Linked DNA regions of Rattus norvegicus: region 1 is linked to region 2. A link is a contact called in public Hi-C data. All regions are on one chromosome and are shown on one strand. The core of a region is the stretch at or near the end of the contact, and the rest is flanking DNA. Distances in the headings are between cores, read along the strand shown.

Region 1 (3,934 bases), core at 391-2,890, 110 kb after region 2:
CTGGTGGGACAAAGTGTGGTGGCCCACACCTGTAATCCCAGCACGTGGGAGACTGAGGCAGGATTATTCTCTCTGCTTAACCAGCCTGCCCTGTAGTTAAAGCCTTGTCTCAAAAACAAAACAAATGAAAAGCAAGAGAGACCACACACACGCCACATACACATACACATACACATACACATACATACACACACACACACACACACACACACACACACACACACACTCTTACCAAAAAAACAGACTGATGGATGTTCCATTTGCTAGGTTTCACTTTTGTTTGGAATTCTCATAAAGAAACTTAAATGTGATCAGGGCAGAGATAGAAAACCTATAGTCTCACTCAAATGGGAATTCCACAGATATTCCCCCAGGTTCTTTCCAGTTCATAATTAATTTTGTAGCTCTGAAAAATGGTCCAGGTTCGTCTGCTTCTCAACCAAACCAAACCCTGTATTTACTAACTAGCCTCTTACCAAAGACTACTAGACTATACAAATCATATTACCTACTATTAGAATAGAGAAGAGGATATGGGCTCAAAACTATTTCCCCCATCAAATCCAGAGGTTGGGTCCCAGTGAAGTTTGTGCTATTACACTTCATTGGTTTTAGTAGGAGCAGAGAGACCTCTAGCGCTACCTCAATAAGCAGAGTTTGCAAATAGTAGCTGCTAATGTCACCTTAATGAGACAATGGCAACATGCTGAGTAGCAGCAAACTGAGTGACCACAATGAATGTTTACAGTTTTGCAACCACTTGGAAAATCTACTAGCTTGGTGGCATGTGGTATACACAAGGACGTAGGAATCTATGTATCCAATTTATTTCTGCAAAACAGGTCAAAGAAATTATTTTCCTATTATTCACACTTCCACTCCAAAACGTGCTTTAGAAAAAAAAAAAATCCCAAGATCAGAGGTCTGCACAACCTCCTTCCCAAAGCTTCAACACAATAGACGGTAAACTATTGTCCACCTTTAGCTCGCTCCAAATGCCAGCAGTCACAGGGGTATGAGCTGCAACAGCTCGGGAAGACTGGTCCAAAGGACAGCACTGGAATATAAGAAAATGGTCTTGGCGCATCCTACCCTCCCCCATCCACCACCCTCAAACAAGTCAGTTACCCGGCTGGTCCCCACCCCCCTCTGAGGGCTGCCACCGCCCGCCTGGGCCCGGCTCGCACAAGGTAAGCGCGGGGACCCAGGCTCCATGTGCGGCAGCGCGGGAGGCTGCACCGGCTGCGGACACGAGCGGCGGCCCGGCCCCGGCGGTGCGGTCGGCACGCGGGGCGGCAGCATCCCGGTCCGTCCTCCCGCGCGGCCCGCGGACCCCGCCTCGGCTCCACATCCCTTCCCCTCCGACGCCAGGCCGCGCCCGCGCAGCGGGGCCGAGCGCTCAGCGGTCCCAGGTGCCGCGCTAGCCGCTCAGAGGGCGGCTGCTGCCCGGGCCGCGGCGCCCCGAGGCGGCGGCCAACTCCGACTGACCGCCAGCCGGCGAGAGCCAGCGGCCGCGGGCCCCCGCCCCTCCCCGCCCTACCCAGCCAGCCGCGGAGCACACTCGCCTCCACATCGCGGCCCTTGTTCTTGAAGCTCTTAATGCGGTGGTTCTCCAAGCCGGGGTTCTCGGCCATGGCTGCGCGCGGCTCCGGAGGCGGCTGCTCCTGCGGCGGCGGCGGCGGCGGCGGCGGCGAGTCGAGCGGGAGGGGACGGAGGGGGAGGAGCGCGCGCTCCGTGACGCTTGGAGCGCGAGGTGGCCGCGGCGCGGGGGCGGCGCTGAGGAAAGGCGCGCGCCGGAGAAGGCCGGGGCGCTGGCCTGCCGGCTGTCGCGTTGACCCTACCCTCACCCCTTCGCCGGGCCTCCCCACAGCAGCTAGTCATGTGCTAGAAATGGAGCCCGACCTAGCAGCTTTTACCGCCACCCCTGAAGCGGGGCGGAGGGCGCAAACTACAATTCCCAGATTGCCAGGCGCGGGTCTGAGCCACGGTGTGAGAGGACGAGAAGCATGCCGGGAGGGCTGTGCGCGCGCTTTCGGCTAGGCGCTCTCTGAGCGCGGGCTCGAAGCCCCACCTCTGGGCGGGCTGGTGGGCGGGGCAACTCTGGAGATGGCACCTTGCAGCCTATCCGGAGAGAGAGGCGGAGCTCCGGGGGCGCACCTTGCTTTCTACAGCTTCGAAAATTAGAAAAAGAACGGCCACGCGTGCTTTGCGCTTTTGGCTTCTTTAGGGTCTCCTCAAATAGCAGCCACCCTCAAACCCTGTTCTCTGCTTTGCTTCGGTTTTATAAATAGCACGCTTGTTTCCACTCCACAAATACATGTGAGTGTGATGTGTGTGTTTATGATTGCTTCCTGCACCCGCTATTAAACTCAATGAGAAAAGAGACACTGTTGGTCTCAAAAATCTGTCAGATCAAAACAGTACCTAGTAAATTCTGATTTTAAAAAAAAAGTGTTCTAGCATCCCCTGATTTCTCCAAGCATCCTTGTGCAACCTTCACTTTGGCAGCCCTACCTTTCTATGACCTGATGCTTTAGTCTACCTAACACAATGTAGCCTTCAGGACCTAAGTCTGCAGACTCCAGATTGTCAACTCCCTTTAGCTTCCTGTTGGAACAATAACAGTTTTTTTGTTGGTTTTGGTTGGTTAGTTGGTTGGTTTTGTTTTTGTTTTTACAGCAAGATAACCTTATTAGATTATATATGAGTATTACATTTCAGAATTGTCTTAATTAGGGTTTCTGTTGCTGTAAAGGGACACCATAATCATGGCAACTCTTATAAAGGAAAATATTTCATTGGGGCTGGCTTACAGTTCAGAGGTTGAGTCCATTGTCATCATGGCAGGAAGTATGGTGGTATGCCCGCAGACATGGTGCTGGAGAAGGAGCTGAGAGTTCCACATCTCAATTTGCAGGCAGCAGAAGGTGACTGTGTCCACAAGGGACCTAACTTGAGCATAGGAGACCCAATGTCCACCTCATATTTCCTCCAACAAAGCTATACCTCCTAATAGTGCCACTCCCTATGGGCCAAGCAATCAAACACATGAGTCTATAGGGGCCATCCCTATTCAAACGACCACAAGAATCTTAGCAAATATAAGCTTATGTGCAGCGGTATGCTACATACGATCGGAATGATCGGTCAGAGTTTGGTTGAAATGCACCATAAAGAATTCAGTTAAGAAAATCTTCAGAAGAAGAGGAACCTGAAAGTCAAGAGTTAGGAACTGAAAGGCCTGTGATGGCCAAGGGATCACGTGAATTTGTTTTGTGAGCGGCTAGTTGTGGCCAATTGATAAATACAGTAAAGAATCAGACCATCTTTGCCCTACTGATGCCAGAAGTATTTTCTCAGGGAAAACATAAAGCTGCATTTTTTCTCTGTATTTTATTTTTCGTTGTTATTTTGTTTTAACTATTTTAGTTGTGCTCCTTACCCACTTCCACTCCCTTCCCCCCTTTTCCTTTCTCTTTCTTTCTATTCTTTTTTTTTTTAAGATTTATTTATTTACTATATGTGAGTACACTGCAGCTGTCTTCACACACACCAGAAGAGGGCATCAGACCTCATTACAGATGGTTGTGAGCCACCATGTGGTTACTGGGATTTGAACTCAGGACCTCTAGGAAGAACAGTCAGTGCTCTTAATCGCTGAGTCATCTCTTCAGCCCTCTTTCTATTCTTAAAATAAATTCATTCCCGTTTTTCACTGGACTTCAAGCCCTCAGTGATCCTGGTCTGCCCGCTCATTTGAAGGAGACAGAACAAGAAATAAAACAAAAAACCTCACCTGTCACTTGGCATAAGGATAATGGAAGTTTTTGTTTGCCTCTCTTAATTGTCTTGACTGACTAAAAGAGAAACGTGCACTGTGGCTCTGCTTCAGTTATAATTTGGCAGGTGTCCCTTAGTGAGATTGCTTGATCCT
Region 2 (4,256 bases), core at 81-2,580:
GAGAGGGGTCCTCTTGGTCCTACCACTGTTTCCATGAATGGTATCGCTTGTGGGTGTTCTTCAGGTGGTGTTGGGGGACCCAGCTGGGGGAACGCAGGGCACCCAGGGCCAGGCAAGGGCTAAGGACCCTCTCCTTCGGATTTAGGACTGTCCCTTAGTCCTCTCCCGCCTGGAACAGATATCCACTGACCCCTCACCCCTTTATGGTTGCTCTGAGATTTCTCCTTCTCTTGAAGACAATGGTGATGGAGTACACTCGGGGCCTGTTCTGTGGGCTGACTGAAAGTAACTATGTGTGTGAGTTGAAGCAGGGCAGCCAGTGCAGGGAGGGTTTTTAGTGTGCTTATTCTCACAGGAGGACATGCTAAGCACCGTACCAACCATTCTGGAGGAGGCTAAGAACAAGGGAAGCAGACCTCTTACAGGGTCTTCTTGGCAGAGCTGTTCCAATCCAGTCCTGCAGAGCACACAGCTAGGCCCTAGCTCTGTGGCAGTGAAACTGGGGATCCTCCCTCCCGTGCCCACAGCACCAGGCAGGCAGGCCTCTTAGCTTTCCTTGCCAAGTTCTTTGGTAGAATAAAGATAATCATCCTTGGAGTTCATGGGATTAATGAGGGCGGAACAATACAGCGACAGAAGTGCTGTGAAGAGGGACAGGTCTGCACTGGCACTGGGCTTTCTTCCTTGGGTGCCTGCCAACTTGGCATCCCGAATCCACCCCTTTCCCTCCTCCATTTACAAACTGCCTAAAAAATGGAAAAGGCAAGTGAATCACTGAGTGCATGGCTTTTACAATGGGCACCCTACACCCAGACCCAAGAGTGTCGGGGAAAGGCCTATTGTCTGGAGGTTTTTGAAATCAGACCTTGAAAGAACCAATGTCCTCAGATCTCACTGTTCTACCCTCCCCCAGCCTTGCCCTGGAAACTCCAGATGCTAAAAATACCCTGGCCACCTGCTGCCCAGGGAGACAGTAAATCATGGGCCCTTCTAGCACTAGGATCCCAGCCAGACCTGGTTCAAGGTGGTGCCAGGCACAAACCTAGGAGGTTACGGTCACTTTTCCCCACCCAGGCTGCTACCAGCCATTCTCCCTACAGTCCAGGAGGCTAAGAGACAGAAGGGCAATGTCCAGAGCCAGCAGGACCAGCTTGACCTCTCTGGAGCCAATGTGCCAAGTGGGTGTGGGGTGATCTGGGAAGAAGGCTCCAGGGAAAGGCAGCGGATGAGGTCGCAAGCAACTGCTTCACTGTATTAGACAGGTCTGCACAACCATACATAGTCACTCTGCCCTGTCTTGTTAACCCGGAGCCACCAGATGTCGCTGTTAACAAGGAACACATGTATCTGTGGTGTGATTTTTCTGGACAGGAAGAGAATTAATGGAGACAGCTCTTGCTTGACCTGGGCACTCAGTGGGCTTGGGGGAAATTTGCTAACTGCTTTCAGTTCTAATTAACGCCCCCACCCCCACCCCCACCCCCACCCCTCTAAACTAAACGCAGGCAAGAAATGTCAAAGGTCAATTCACTTTCATTCATTCTTAACACAGGACCACCGACAAGAAATGAGACGCAAATTAAATCTTTAATGGACTTTTCAGTAAAAGGATTCATCAACCAAGACATTTGTGGTGACAAGTGCTGATTGTATTTGAAAATGCAGGAATCCCTGAGAGTTTTCTAGAAAGCCATGTTATTACAAGTAACTGCTACCACACCAGGTTGTGGTGGCACACGCCATCAATTCCAGAGGTACGCTTTCATGTGGACTTTGACTTAATTCACTGATGCTCTAACACGTGTGTCCCTTGGATACCTTGTGGGTAAACAGGACTTTAAAAGTCCCTTTAAGCAACACAAATCTAGAATTCCATGTGTGCCCTTGGAAAGTTCTTGTGTAGTTGGAAAGATGTGTGTACAAAAGTTACTATTGACAATACTCAGGGCTATTTAAGTGACAGAAACAAAGACTCCAAGAAGTGGACAGGGTAAGACTTCGGGGAGAGGGGGGATTGAACCAGGATCTAACTGCAGCACAATGGCCGCACCCGAGCCTCTCCTTCAGAGTTGGAAAGAGGCCATCTAAATGCTTTCAAGTAACAGTCTTCTTCCTCCAGTCACATAAACATCCGAGGAAACTGGCTTCACGAGTCAAGGATGCTTGCTACCAACTGTTGGGCTGAGTCTTGCCTCACTGCCGGGATGCCTAGAGTAGCTGGAATGCCACTTAGGGGCGGCAAGACAGTCTGCAATAGGGGCCCATGTTTTCCTGAGTGGGGAATAGCAGAGTCTGGGATGATTGCTGTGGTTTCCAGTCTCCTGTGCACAGAGGTGCCACTGCTGTACCACTGGGAGTCTGGAATGGGGGGCCTCTGGTCCGTGCTTCCCTTCAGGACGTCCATGAGCCAAGCAGGAAGGGGGAAGGCAGAACCGTGTACGGAAGCTGAGCCAAGTTCGGTTCCGAGTGTGTGCGGAGTATGGAGGGGCCGGAAGAGAGAAGAAGGCCTTCTCTGGGAGATGTCGGCGCAGCTCTTTATGCCAAAGGCCTCCCCCATGGTGACCCTTGATGAAGAGATGGTCCTTGCTTGTCCAAACTGTTTTGCCGGAAGGAATGCTCAGGAACGGAAGCTCATTGGCTGAACATCGGGGCCTATCTAGATACCTCATTAGTGTGGAGAAGCTCAAGTTTTTATGCTATGTGACCGATTGCCATGGTCTGGGTTCCGTGTTCCAAAGAAGGTAAGAGTTAGGGAGCTGGCCCCATACCTCCTGTTCTCAATTCTGAGTTTCACAGGTTTGGGCTCAGTCAACCTTACCAGTTCTTCTGTCTGGTGGCATGGTTCACTTGCCCCACAACCAACCAGCTTCTGCTATGGGAACGCGTTCCTCTTTTCTCTCTCTCTTTTTTTTTTTTTTTTTTTTTTTTTTTTTGGAGCTGGGGACCGAACCCAGGGCCTTGCGCTTGCTAGGCAAGCGCTCTACCACTGAGCCAAATCCCCAACCCGGGAACGCATTCCTCAAAAGTGAAGGCCTTTACTACCCATAGCTATATTGTGTGGCGTGTGGAGAGCTGTGGCTTGCCCAATGGAAAACGAATGACAAAGGAGAGAGGATCATAAAGTCCCAAAAGCTAATACACGTGCAGAAAAGTCTCTAAGAAGCCAAAAGTTAGTTTGTCATACTGGTCCTCTCTGACCAGTCGAACCCGCTCTCCACCCACTCCCCTTCTCTCTTTCACGAGACAGGGTCTTAACCATGTTATCCAACTGGTCTCAAACTACTGGGCTCAAAAAGATCCTGCTGCCTCAGCCTCTTGTGTAGCTGAAACCTCAGACATGGGTCACCGATACCCAGATTGTTTTCTTCTTGCTCTTCCAGTCCCCTTCTCAGCATTACACTTCAGTCTATTTTCGTTTGGGGTTGGCGCCGGATCCCAGGGTTTCAGGCACGCTAGGGCAGCACTCTACCACGACAGCCAAACCCTTGTAATGAAGCCAGTTTTGAAGGAAGTGCATCAGGGAAGCATAATATATCAGACTATTAGCTTGTAAGGATTAACCAATAGATATGGTTGTTTCCGACGGGGGAAGCAGAGGATTCTGGGAAATGGATTAAGTCCGGGGTCTGCACAGATGTCCAGATGAGATGCAGAGTGGAAGAGGCATTTAAAGTTAGGGAAGTACGGCAGCTGACATGCATATTCAAGGCTTTGCCCAATTATTGTCATTATAAATTATTTTCATTAGAGACAAATTTGAGCCTTTATAAAAAAAAAAAAAACAAAAACAAAAACAAAAAAAAAAACAAGGCAGGCACGTGTATTTTTTTTTTTTTTTCGGAGCTAGGGACCGAACCCAGGGCCTTTTGCTTGCTAGGCAAGCGCTCTACCACTGAGCTAAATCCTCAACCCCCAGACACGTGTATTTTAACAATAATTTTGTCATTGTTCTTAAAACTGCAGCACGGGCTGACTCCAAACTTCTGGAGATAACCCCTGCCTGCTTCTAGGGAGCTGAGACTACAGGTGTGTGCCACTATACCACAGTTATAGTTAATAAGTTAGAAGGAAGACATGGGGTTATTTTTCTATTAGTCAGAGGTTGTATTAGTCAGAGCTCTCTAGCGGAAAAGAATCAGCAGAGCAAATCAATCAGTAAATCTGTCCATCTGTCATCTACATGATTAATCATTTAGTAAAGAGTGAGGTTCCTGAGGGCTCGGCAGATCTGACCTGAAAACCTACAGGGTTCCTGG

What was found. Hi-C and Micro-C count contacts between places; a contact is called where the count stands out from the background.
Region 1: a Hi-C map of liver shows a contact between it and region 2, with 2.2 times the contacts expected there. The contact joins the promoter of Kpna3 here to the enhancer-like site in region 2. A contact is called at or near these places in 7 of 12 Hi-C or Micro-C datasets (the A7r5 cell line, the Rat2 cell line, hepatocytes and 3 more).

What each region holds. Positions count from the first base shown.
Region 1 is chr15:39,784,487-39,788,420 of GRCr8, forward strand. Kpna3 (karyopherin subunit alpha 3) reads right to left here and starts at 1,641. Exons shown (of 17, transcript NM_001014792.1): 1 at 1,566-1,641. The coding sequence starts at 1,634. LOC120097005 (a long non-coding RNA gene) reads left to right here and starts at 1,092. Exons shown (of 3, transcript XR_005494002.2): 1 at 1,092-1,190.
Region 2 is chr15:39,675,236-39,679,491 of GRCr8, forward strand. No RefSeq gene overlaps it. Among named protein-coding and RNA genes, the nearest start is that of Arl11, 18 kb to the left of the region's middle. Within about 2 kb of position 1,331, at least 24 of the 93 cell types and tissues checked have an H3K27ac peak or open chromatin away from gene starts, as enhancers often do. A contact at or near this core is called in the A7r5 cell line, hepatocytes, kidney and 1 more, where this site is marked.